3 separate regions of the Mus musculus genome follow, and all the other regions are linked to region 2. The links are chromatin contacts, called in public promoter capture Hi-C maps. All regions are on one chromosome and are shown on one strand. Each heading gives the region's core, a stretch centred on a gene start, on an enhancer-like site or on the middle of the called end of the contact. The rest is flanking DNA. Distances are from core to core; before and after follow the strand shown. Region 1 holds the start of Dnajc30 (DnaJ heat shock protein family (Hsp40) member C30). Region 2 holds the start of Pop7 (processing of precursor 7, ribonuclease P family, (S. cerevisiae)). Region 3 holds the start of Nsun5 (NOL1/NOP2/Sun domain family, member 5).

What was found. Promoter capture Hi-C pulls out the DNA fragments that hold promoters and counts their contacts.
Region 1: a contact with region 2 is called in a promoter capture Hi-C map of pre-B cells, with 4 times the contacts expected there. The contact joins the promoter of Dnajc30 here to the promoter of Pop7 in region 2. A contact is called at or near these places in 2 of 39 promoter capture datasets (liver and pre-B cells) and 1 of 9 other capture datasets (liver).
Region 3: a contact with region 2 is called in a promoter capture Hi-C map of liver, with 4 times the contacts expected there. The contact joins the promoter of Nsun5 here to the promoter of Pop7 in region 2. A contact is called at or near these places in 1 of 39 promoter capture datasets (liver) and 1 of 115 datasets of contacts at active chromatin or transcription factors (large pre-B cells).

The regions. Positions count from the first base shown.
Region 1 is chr5:135,062,790-135,067,158 of GRCm38.p6, forward strand. Dnajc30 (DnaJ heat shock protein family (Hsp40) member C30) reads left to right here and starts at 1,417. Exons shown (of 1, transcript NM_025362.3): 1 at 1,417-2,576. The coding sequence starts at 1,462. The coding sequence ends at 2,121. It overlaps Bud23 (BUD23, rRNA methyltransferase and ribosome maturation factor), which reads right to left and starts at 2,170. Exons shown (of 13, transcript NM_025375.4): 1 at 1,735-2,170; 2 at 1,225-1,386; 3 at 1,095-1,132. The coding sequence starts at 1,272.
Region 2 is chr5:137,500,299-137,504,186 of GRCm38.p6, forward strand. It overlaps Pop7 (processing of precursor 7, ribonuclease P family, (S. cerevisiae)), which reads right to left and starts at 2,131. Exons shown (of 2, transcript NM_028753.2): 1 at 1,981-2,131; 2 at 1,141-1,781. The coding sequence starts at 1,771. The coding sequence ends at 1,349.
Region 3 is chr5:135,367,507-135,371,392 of GRCm38.p6, forward strand. Nsun5 (NOL1/NOP2/Sun domain family, member 5) reads left to right here and starts at 2,447. Exons shown (of 10, transcript NM_145414.2): 1 at 2,447-2,570; 2 at 2,685-2,807; 3 at 3,735-3,886. The coding sequence starts at 2,478. It overlaps Trim50 (tripartite motif-containing 50), which reads left to right. Exons shown (of 6, transcript NM_178240.3): 6 at 1-148. The coding sequence ends at 148.

The sequences.
Region 1 (4,369 bases), core at 167-2,666, 2.4 Mb before region 2:
TGCAGACGGCAGAAGGCCAGCCTTATATGATAATGTGGCCATATCTCAAAAAAATTAGCAAAATAAACTATAATCAACTTACTTAACTCTAGAGTTACTAAAGAATGACTTTTAGGCCAATATACTCAAAATGACATTTCAGTACATAATCAGTATAAAATTGTGAATGTGTTGTGTGTGTGTGTGTGTGTTGTGTGTATGTGTGCTCATTTCTTCACATTAGGCCATTTTGACTTACAGTTTTAATAGCTAGCTACTGACTGCCATACTGAACAGAGAATGGCCACACCTGGTCTTCCCAAAAATCAAGGTAAACAGCCCCACAGAAGAGTGTTCCATACAGCCATACGTGCGGGACCATGTCTGCAATTTTACCACTAGTAAGGTAGAGACAAGAGGGTCTGGAATTCAATCACCTCCACTACATAGCAAGTTCAAGAATACTCTGGGCAATATGAGACCAGGTTTCAAACAAACAAACAAAACCAAATAAGCTACCATGTAGAGGATTCAGATATTATTTATGTCAATGGTTGACATGACAACTCAGTGCAATCATGCATTTAAATAAAGATCACAATAAACCCACAATGAGTATGTCCTCTCTCTAATAGTACTGATTCCTTCCGGGGGTGTAGCCTAATGGTAGAGTGCTTTTCAGAATCATCCAGTGAATGGCTAGGGGTGTGCCTCAAAAGTAAAATGTCTACTTAGAATCCCCAAGCGAGGGGCAGGAAGTATCGCTCAGTGACAGACCACTTATGCAGTATGACAGTACCTTATCATATCTTCTAACTATTGCTTACTTTACCACATATTTAAAACACATTGTCAAACGACCCAGGGTAAACTGGAGATGAATATACCCACACTGAGGTAGCAAGATCTTTCCAGGAGCTCAATGGCTTCAAGTTCCCTTTACCGGTGGCAGAACTGCATGTACGCAGACCCACACACACACACACACACACACACACACACACACACTCACACACACTCCCAAATTCTACATGCTTTCCAAGGGACGCCCATAATCGGGGCGACTCGCCGATCCCGACCCCCGCGATGCCGCTCAACAGCCATGCTCTCCTCACTTGCGAACGTATTTCCGGGCTTCATTCTGGTCATAAAACTGTTGAGAAGAGAAAAACACATGGGAGTTTTAAGGGAAGAATCCAAAAGCAGTCATTCTAGAAAAAGACCAAGACCTGGCGGGGCTCTCACCAGCTCCGGCGGTCCGCTGTGTTCGGGTCTCCGGCTACGAGATGCCATCTCGATGGTATGGCAACGCTGGGACCGGCGAGCACTAGCGCGACGCTTTGACGTCATCAATCTGCGCCCGCCTCAGGCGGACCTTTTCCCCCGCCTTTCCTTTTATTTGATTGGCTAGAAGGTGGGGACGCCGCTCAGGATTCGAGGCCTCCATTGGCTGCCTCGGCGCCGCCCCCTCCCAGCCACAACATGGCGGCCGCGCGCTGCCTGGGGTGGACCCTGTCACCGCTATGGAGATGGTGGCAGGTCCGGGGGTTGCCTCCGAGTTCCGCCACGGGTTTGTGCTCGCGAGGGAGGACTTACTCCCGCACCGCCCTCTATGAGCTGCTGGGCGTCCCCTCCACGGCCACGCAAGCACAGATCAAAGCGGCGTACTACCGGCAGAGCTTCCTCTACCATCCGGATCGCAACCCCGGGAGCGCCGAGGCCGCCGAGCGCTTCACGCGCGTCTCCGAAGCTTACCTGGTCTTGGGCAGCACCATCCTCCGGCGCAAGTATGACCGAGGTTTGCTCAGCGACCAGGACCTGCGCGGACCTGGCGTCAAGCCCTCTAAGACGCCCGTGGCCGATCCCGCTCCTCCTCGCCCTCCTCCCTACACCCCTCGGGCTCCCGGTGGCTCTAGGGCTTCTCCCGGCGACGGTCGCACCATGTTCGACTTTGACGCCTTCTACCAGGCGCACTACGGAGAGCAGCTAGAGAGAGAACGGCGTTTGCGCGCCCGGAGGGAAGCCCTTCGCAAAAAGCAGGAGAACCAGGCCAACAAGGGGACCAGCTGGGACGATACACGAGACGCCACTTTCTTTGTCGTCCTTTTCCTTATCTTCGTCTTTGTTGGCTTTCGTATTTAATCGGAGAAAAGGAGGGGAAGGGATCCAGCCCAAGCAACCTTCCTTTCTAGACCTTTGAACCATTGGTCTGCGATTGACTTGACTTCCTCTAGTGGTGTTCTCTTGACCCTCCTCACACCCTCCAGCCTGGCCAGTGATCAACACATCCCTCTCCTTTGGTCCAGAAAAAGACGCTTTTCAGTGGCCAAGAAAGAGGCCCCCGGATAAAGATTCCTGTGAAGACCAGAAATTTAAGTGCTTTCCAGAGTCCCCTGGGTGCCTGTTCATTTCTAGAAGTTACCTTCAGTTGCCAACTCCCAGAACACTTGCTGCGGTTTTAACCAGAAGCCCTGAGCAAGATTTGCCCTGTCCCCTGCCACATGTCTGTATAATAGGTGGTGTTTCCCCTGTAACTGCTGAACTGTGCAATACGACTGGTTGTCCGATGCCAAAAAGATTTAATTCTTGGGGACTCGAGTGAAATTTGTTTTTCTGTGTTACCCCAAGCCACAGGTGAGACTTGATCAAAGATCCAGCAGACGCTGGGGATGTAGCTCTGTGAGAGAATGCTAGCAACAAAAGGCACAGGGTTTAGGCCCCAACTCTGTTATCTTTTGTGTCCTCCTTCCCCACTAAGAAAAAGAGTCAAAGATTGCCAATTTTTTCCCCTCAGTTCTGTACCACACCATTTCTGTTGTGTGGAAGTGAGAAAAAAAAAAAAAAAAAACAAAGGCTTGAGGGTAAGGAATGCAGTTCTGTGTCTAGGGAGTGCCCTTGGGTGCTGTGTGAACCTAACAGCAGAAGGATATGATTTGTCCTTCATATTTTTCTCCACAGTGGTGGTGTAGGGTGGTGTTACTGGAGCCAAGTTCATCTTGGGGCAGCTTGCATGCCTGTCCTTGGTCTTTCTTTCGCTAGCTGCTTGCATTGCTAAGTGTGCAGCCTGTTAACTGTGACAAGACTTGGAGGTTGAGTTCTTGAGTGTGGTCCTCTCATCTATGGTGCTGATCACAAGCGCCCTAAGTCAAATCCCTCTAGTGAGGCTCCTGGACTGTGTGAGTAATCTGAGCCTAGAAGAAGCAGTAGGCTCACTGGTCAAGGTATAGACCAAGGGTAGGTCTCTAATCCAGGGAGGCTGAGTCTGGGGGTTTGTGACCAATCACTTAGCAAGATCTGTCTTTAAAAGGATACAAAGTGACACACAGGGGCCGTGTGCAAAGCCAAGAGACTCCAGCACCACCTCAGAGCTCAGGCTGTAGCCCAGTGGATCGGATACATGCCTTGAATGCACAAATCCCTGAGTTCCACCCCAGCACCACATAAACCAGGCTTCATGGCACTGTGATCTTGGCACATTTTGGAAACAATATCAACTTTGTATCACAGACTAGCCTAGAACTTTCCATCCCCTGCCTCAGTGTCCTGAGGGCTAGGACCGCAAGCATGGGCCACAGACCCACAGGGATAAAGGAGGCTTTCAGGAGAACTGCCAGAAAGTGGTTCACTTGGTAACATTGTATGCTTCCCATCTCCCAAGATTTTACAGGGTTTTCTGTCCTGGCAATGGACATTAGTCCTACCTTGGAGAGCAGCCCCCACCCCCCACCCCCCACCCCCCACCCCCGCAGGGGAAGGTGGGGCTGAAGAGATGAGTGCAGATGTATAGGAAGGCCGAGTGAGCAGCAGACATGAGGCTCAATCAGGAAGATGACAGGCAAAGATGCATGTATCTGGCGCTCTCTTGCCAGACTGCTAAAGTGGGAAATGGGTAAAATCCTATCATGGTGTTGATACACTCTGATCCCTTCCTTCCTTCCTCCTTCCCACATTCTGGCAGGTCATCCACATGGTGCACCTTTGGCCTCTGTCACCGTTCCAGTATGATTCGAGACAGGATGTGACAGCGTCTGTATAATCCCAGCATGTGGCAGGCTGAGGCAGGAAGTTCTCCAGCTTAAGGCCAGCCCAGGCTATACAGTGAGACCCTGTCTCAAGGAAGGTAGAACCTGGGCAGGGTGCTCCACACATGTATCCTAGCACCAGGAAGGCAGAAACGAGCTCACCCACAGGGTGCTGGTCTACATGGTGAGTTTTAGGCCAGCTAGGGCTACATAGTGAGGCCCTGTTTCAAACAGAGAAAATGGGACCTATGAAGTGGCTCAGTGGGTTAAGGACTTTGTCTTGTCGCCAAGCATAACAACCTGAGATGCGTCTCTGGAAGCTACATGATAGAAGGAGAGAGAGAACTTCCTTCCTCTACCGTCCAAGA
Region 2 (3,888 bases), core at 881-3,380:
TGGGCTCTGGGGATTAAACTCAGGCGGTCAGGCTTGCCTTTACCCCTGGAGCCATCTTGGTAGCCCCTCCAATTTCTCTTCGGTATTTAGTTTGGGCCCCGAGCCCATGGATGGAATGCTGCCATCCACATAAAGAGCAGGTTCTCCCTACCTCAGCTAAACACATGCCCAGAGGAGTGTCTACTGGGTGATTTTACATCTAAGCAAGCTGGCAAGAAAGATTAAACAGCTGAACTAGGTTGATCTCAGACTCTAGACTACCGATGCCCAGCAACACATGAGCTCTTCGGGAACAGGAATCAAGTGTAACAGTCAAAACTGTCAGTTCAAGAGCTAGGGGCTTAGCCGTAGAAGGGCTACTTAGAATCCACCACTGAAGAGCTGGGGGCGTGGCTCAGCAACAGTAGACTTACTTTGGGTAAAAAGGCCCTAGGTTTGACTACCAGCAAACAAACCGTCAGTTTTGCATGTGTATGTGTGAGTACCAGTACATGTGCTACAGTTTACGTGTAAGTCACCTTCCACTTCGAGCCAGGGTTTCTTGCTGCTGATGTTTATGCCGGAGCAGCTAGCCCACAAGCTAGCGAGGATTCGCCCATCTCTGATACCTATCTCACTGTAGAAGCATGGGAATTGGATTCAAGAGCTGCAATGCTCCGCAGAAAAATGAGTTCTGCTGATTCAAATATTCATGATTATTTGACAAGTGCCTTGCCTATTGAGCCATCTCCCCATCCCTCCCCCGTCATAATTCTTGTGGTTACTAGGAATTGAACCTCTGGCCTAATCCTATGCTAGGCAACTAGGTAACACTCACTAGTCACGATTCCTTTGCTGAGTTATATCCACAAAGAACTTCCCTCACCTTTAAACCTTCTCTTTTCCCAAGCCTGGGAACCATGAGAGCCGGATACATCCCAGCTGTAGCTAGCTCAGTCGATGAGTCTACTCTCTCATCTTCCTGAGAGCACACTGTAACAATTAAGCTTCCGTGTTACACTCAACAAATTTGATTCCCGTCATACTGTGGTTCAATGTGAGATGCCTTACTGTGGCCTATATACTTGCTCTTTCCTACCATTTTCCTATTCAAGTACACACAGAATTACACTAGGAAAAAGAGGCCATTCGAAGCCCGGCACCAACACAACTTAATAATTTATTATACAGGACAAGGAAGATTCACTTCTCGGGCTCTCCATTCTCAGTCCTCTAGGCTGAAGTAACAAGGTAACAAGAGGCTCAGGACAGAACTCAGAACAAGAGCCACTATGAAGCACTAGAAACCTCGGCCACATGGATGTGTGTGCTCAGAAGCCTTGGTGGGTCCAAGTCAGCCTCCCTTCAGTTACTTGGGCGTGACCCTGAAGACTCGGATGTGGATGGCTGAGTTGTTCCTGACCCTCGTCAGGGGCTCCCGAGAGTCAGTCTCTGGCTCCAACTCGTCCACCAGCTCCACGGTGGAGGTATTGGCGGCCACCTGTAGGGACCCAAAGCTGCCCGCCTGCAGCTGCAGGGCGATGTTGATGGCCCGGTTGATGGCCAGGCCCAAGCCATGAATGTAGATTTCAGTGCATGCGTTCTGCCCCCTAGTGCCTCCGTCCAGGAGCTTTTGGCAGCGAGCTAGCTGGGCCTTAAAGTCAGTCTTCATGTTGACATAAATGTCGTTGGGCCTCCGGGGCAAGCGGTGGGGAAGTCGCTTCCGAAGGGTGTACTCCACAGGGTCCAGCTCAGCCTCGATGGCACAGCGGGGTTCTCTGTTTTCTGCCATGCTCTGAGTCCTGGCATGGAGAAGGAACAAGATTCAGGGAGGTCAGGAGAATCCTTTCTTGCCCGGCTTTCTAAGGGTGCAACCAGAAGGGGGCGCCCTCAACACCCTCTTCCTTCCCAGTGTCTCAAGCCCTTCCACTTCCGCTTTCTCCACTCCCAGTTTTAATTCATTCATCACGTGGTTCCCATTCCCGGCGTGTCCACGCCTACCTTCTTCCTTCCTCAGTGCCCTTCACTCGCGTGAGCCTCGCCGACCGATCCAAGTGGACGTCGCTGGCCTCGATATGCAGAAGAAGAACGGAGAAGGGATCGGAAGAGGAACGCCGGGCAGGCTCGCCAGCAAGGGCTACGCACTGCGCACGCGCGTCCCCGCTCCAAGCCGGAACCGATAAGCTTATGGCCTTCTAGGCTTCCGTACTCTCCGCCTCCTTTCCTCGTGCGCGTGCGCAAGGCGATTTAAGGCTCGCGAGACTTGAGGGTTCGCAGGGTTCTAGTGAGCGCTTCGAAGGGCGGGACTAGCTAGCAGAGGCGGGGCTAATTGACAGAGGCGGGCCCAAGAGGGGCGTGGCGTGGATCGCCCAGTTCTCCCCTCCCCGGGCAGGGCGGGACTCGAGGATCGAGGCGGGAAGCAGGGCTGGAAAAGGGGGTTCGGGCAGCGACCCCGGGTCAGCATTGGAGCTGGGATCGCAGGGGCCGGAAGCCTGTAGTCCACGTCCATCCCACTTCTGAGCAGTGGAGTTGACAGCTGACCTCCCGCCCGACGTCCTGACAGCCCCGGAAGCCGAGAAATCGAAGGGATCGTGTCCACCATGATGGACTCCTCCCTCTGCGAGGGACCCACATGAGGTGCCAAGTGTTGGCAGCTTCCCGCCACACCTCTTAACTGTCCCGCCGCACTCGAGCTGCTTCCCGCGACCGGCAAGCCATGACCGGCCGCTCCCTGGCGGAAGGGACAGGAACTGCAGTGCTTGGGTTCCTAGCCCCTGAAAGTTAGTGGGAATCTGGATCTCTGCCCGCAATGGTAAAGCATTTGGACCGTTCCCTGCAGAAAGGCGTGAAGCCTGCTTTGGGGCTTCGTCCTAGATACATCTCCAGGCCACTTACCTAGGCTGAATCTGACTGAAGGCTGGAAAGGGAAGTGTGCACTCTGCTATATAGCCAACCTTGAACTTCTGATCCCCCTGCCTCCACCTTGTGAGTGCCAGGGTTATAACCGCAGGGACTCACTCAACTGAGATACATCCCTAACTTCTAGGATTTAGGTTAAAATGGAAGGTTTGACATGCTAGACCTCAGTTTACTCCGAGCTGATCTATATATTTAATGAACATTTAGAGGAGTCTCAGGAAGAGTTGCACATATAAACCAAAAAATCTTTTTTTGGGGGGTGGGGGTGGGGATAGGGTTTAACGATGTAGCTCAGGCTAGCCTAGAACTCATGCTCCTGCCTTGGCCTCCCCAGCGCTAATGTTTTAGGTGTGCACGACTGCACCATTTTAATAAACTTATCCTAAAACTTATGGCAAATAAATAGACTGAATAAAATGATTTTGTAACGTTGTTGGACTCAACTGTCTTAGCAATTACGAGCACTTTCTGCTCTTCAAGATGACTCTCTTGAAGAGGACTCGAGTTTGTTCCCGGTACCCATGTTGAATGTTAAGTCCAGCTTCAGGAGACCTGACACCCTCCTCTGGCCTGTGTGTGTGCCCAGACACACACAGGCACATATATAAAAATTTAAAAATATATATTTACTTTTAAAGCTATGGCTATTGTGTGTATGCAGTGCAGGGACCATACACGTTGTGAAGTCGATTCCTCAACCTTTATATTGGTTCTGAGGAGCAAAGGCTCACACAGCAAGGACTTCACAGCTCACACACTGATCCATCTTGCCAGCCCCTTAAGACTTACCATGCAAATACGGTCATTAAGAAAAGTGTGCTGTTGGCAGGTGTATATATACAAAAATCAATAAAATAGAGAACTCAGAAACACTCAAGTACACCAAGCCATTGGAGAAAGGGCCTCACAGCCAGGCTGGCATCAAACTCAGTGAGCGTGCCCTTGAAGGTTGGCTCAACTGCCTCCCGCTGCCAAGTGTGGGAATTACAG
Region 3 (3,886 bases), core at 1,197-3,696, 2.1 Mb before region 2:
GCGGACACTCTATACTTTCCAAGCTGACTTCCAGGGCAAGCTGTACCCTATCCTGGACACATGTTGGCATGAGAGGGGCAGCAACTCACTGCCCATGGTATTGCCCCCACCCAGTGGGCCTGGGCACTTCACACTGGGACAGGTATAGGCTGTCCTGGTCTGTCTTGCAAGACAAAGGGATTTGAGGGCTTCCGCTGGGTCTCAGTGTTTGGACTGCTTGAAAAGATTCTTCACACCCGCGTGTCCCCAGAACATTTATATCAGGGGATATAGCCTCTTCCTCACCACCTAGGGGTATGCGTGCCACCTTGCACCTTACCAGGTCCTATAGTTGCTCATAAAGTAGCCCTGTCCCCAGTACAGGAGAATGCCAGGGCCAAGAAGCGGGAGAGGGTGGGTAGGGGAGCAGGTCGGGAGGAGGGTATAGGGAACTTTTTGGGGTAGCATTTGAAATGTATATAAAGAAAATATCTAATAAAAATAAATAAAAAATAAAGTAGCCCTGTGCTTCCCAACTTGTCCAGCAGAGGGCAGAAACATTTCCTCACATATTTAAACGTTATCACTGGGGCCTTCAAACATCTATTAAAAACAATGCATTTGACATTTTTCTCATTAATTATTACTACTACTATTTTAATACTTATTTTTATGTAGGTGAATGCTTGCGGGTGCTGTGCCCACAGAGGTGTCATGACCGGAGTAAGAAGGTGCCTGGCAGGCGCTGCCAAGGCGTCCCCTTGAGGAATCACGCGATAGGCCTAGTATAAAGTTTGTTGGGAAAGGAAAGAGAGTGGGGACTTGGAAAAGGGTAGAGGGAGGGAAGGGGGTGGGGCAGAAAGAAGAAGAGACAGGCGGGCCAGGAACACGTGGGGACAGCGAGAGTGAAAGGAGAGGAGACTTGGGTAGTGACTAGCAGTCCTCTTCAACACTGCTGCTGTACCTGGCAAGCCGCATAAGTGGCAGCCGATGACGCAAGCTGTTGCTAAGTTGCTATTGAGCAGAGCCTAGCAGAATTGTCTGTAAGCCAACAGTCAGAAACTATGGAATCCCTTGGAGGTGGCATTACAAAAGGTTTTGATTGCCTAACATGTCTGGGAACAGTATGTGCTCTTAAGGTCTGAGCCACCTTTCTTAGGCCCAACTACCATTATTTTGATTGTCTCATGTAGTCCAGGCTGGTGTGAATTGGCTAGCCAAAGATGACCTCAAATCAATCTTTCTTCCTTTCCTTCCTTCTTTTCTTAAAAGATGTGAGAAGAGGGCATCAGATCCCCTTATAGATGGTTGTGAACCACCATGTGGTTCCTGGGAATTGAACTCAGGACCTTTGGAAAAGCAGACAGTGCTCTTAACCAGTGAGCCATCAGGAGCGTACCATCATGCCCGGTTTATACAGTGGAAGGATTGGAACCAAAGGCTTTCTGCCTGTTAGGCAAGCCCTCTATATAGATTGAGTCCCATCATTGGTCCTCCTCATCAATGTTGAGAATTGATCCCAGGGCTTTGCACATGCTAGGCAAGTGCTCTACTCCGAGGGACAATGTCTGTCGGCCCTATTAAACACCCACTTTTTTTTTTTTTTTAAACAATCTACTTTTTCCAGCGCTAGGGTCCCAGAGAGCCACATTTACTAGATGGGTGTTCAACAACTCCAAGCACACCAGTGGATTCTAGGCAGGTGCTCTACCACTGAGCCACGCCCCCAGCCCCTCCCTGGGGGATTCTAGGCAGGGACTCTACCACTGAGCCACGCCCCAGCCCCTCCCTGGGGGATTCTAGGCAGGGGCTCTACCACTGAGCCACATCCCAACCTCTCAGTGGAGGCATCAAGGCACGTGCTTTATTACTGAACCTTTCATCCGGTCACAGGGAGAGGCTGACACAGGACTGCTAGGAGAGTCTGCGTAGCCTTCTGAGTTCCAAAGTCTTAAAAAAAAAATTAAAAACTACAAAATAGCCTGGCGTGGTTGTGCACGCCTTTAATAAAAGCACTTGGGAGGCAGAGGCAGGCGGATTTCTGAGTTCGAGGCCAGCCTGGTCTCTACAGAGACAGCCAGGGGATACACAGAGAAACCCTGTCTCAAAAAAACAACAAAAACAAACAAACAAACAAAAAAAAAACCAATCCACAACAACAAACTACAAAATAGCTACACTGAATTCTAAAAAGAAAGTAGACTTTTTTCATTCTACATACAGGACCTCATTATGTAGCTCTGGCTGTCCTGTAACTACTTAGACCTAGCTGACCTTAAACTCGCAAAGATCCTTCTGCCTCTGTTTCCCGCGCGCTAGGATTAAAGGCGTGAGCCAGCCCGCTCGGATTTAGAGCCTAAGATTAATTTTTGGACGCTGAAAACGGAAAGCAGCGAACCCTTTGACTCCGGAAATCCGGTTGTACAAATTGTTGCGGCGGCCGTAAAGCCAGCCCGAGTTTTGCGACAGTGTCGTAGAGCGCTTGAGGCGGGGAGAGCATGGGGCTGTACGCGGCCGCCGCGGCGGTGCTGGCCGGCGTGGAAAGCCGCCAGGGCTCCCTCAAGGGGTTGGTGTATTCCAGCAACTTCCAGGTAGTGAGGCCGGGGGCTGGCAAGCCGGGCTGGGGAGCGGGGCTTGTCCGGGCGGGAGGGCGAGGCGAGGCGAGGCCCGCGTGGGGTGCAGCGGGTGTCCCCTGTGTCGCACAGAACCTGAAGCAGTTGTACGCTCTGGTGTGCGAGACGCAGCGCTACTCGGCCGTGCTGGACGCTGTCATCGCCAGTGCTGGGCTCCTTCGCGCCGAGAAGAAGCTGAGACCGCACCTTGCCAAGGTGAGCGGCGGCCAGAGGCTGTTACCCGTGCGTGGCTCTCACACTTCTTTCTGGGGTCCCAGTTGAGCTGGGTCAGATGTGACTCCCCTTGGAGCATTGCAGGAAGGGCTAAGTAGGACGAAGGTGCAAACTAGTAGTGGCTGAGGCTACCTACCGGACAGGGTGATGATGGCAAGGTCGGTCGGGGTCCAGAGCTCTGCTGGCGACCTGGGGGGTGGGGTAGGGTGGGGAGGGGGAGCTTCAGGCATGGGGCAGGACACGGGGTTTGCAGATGGCATTTGCTCTCGTCTCTTTACCCGCCTGCCTGGATGCCTGTCTTTTTGTAATGCTGGGAGATTGAACCCAGAGTCTCCAACAAGCCATAGAAGAGTTCTCCCACTGAGTCACACCCACAACACCTCATTGGACAGCATCACTAGACAGATGCTCTATTTTTGAGCAGTACCCCCAGCCCCTCACTGGGGGATTCTAGGCAGGTGCTTATTGCTGAGCTGCAATCCCTATTTCTTCTCTGGTGGATACTAAGCAAGCTTCCTACCCTACTGCTGAGCCACCGCCTCCGTTGCCTCCTCTTCCTTCTCCCCCTTTCGTCCTCTTCGGTCTTTAGAGACAGGCTTTCTCTGTGTCACCCAGGCTGTTCTGGAACTCACTCTGTAGATCAGGCTGACCTCGAACTTACAGAGAACCGCTTGTCTCTGCCTCTTGAGTGCTGGGATTAAAGGCACCATTACCCAGTTAGCTTGTAGTTTTCTTGCTTATGCATCTGATGTTGCTGGCATTATGGACATTTGCCCTAACATCATGCCATTAATTTCTTTTGTGATCTTGGGCAAGAGAACTCTATTGACATGACCATCTGGACAGGTACCTACTTCTCCCACTGGAGGGTTTTATGGTGTTAATAGTTTTGTGTTTTTTCCTGTCCAGGTGCTAGTGTATGAATTATTGCTGGGGAAGGGGTTTCGAGGGGGTGGAGGCCGATGGAAGGCTCTGCTGGGCCGGCACCAGGCAAGGCTCAAGGCTGAGCTGGCCCGACTCAAGGTTCATCGGGGTGTGAGCCGAAATGAGGACCTGTTGCA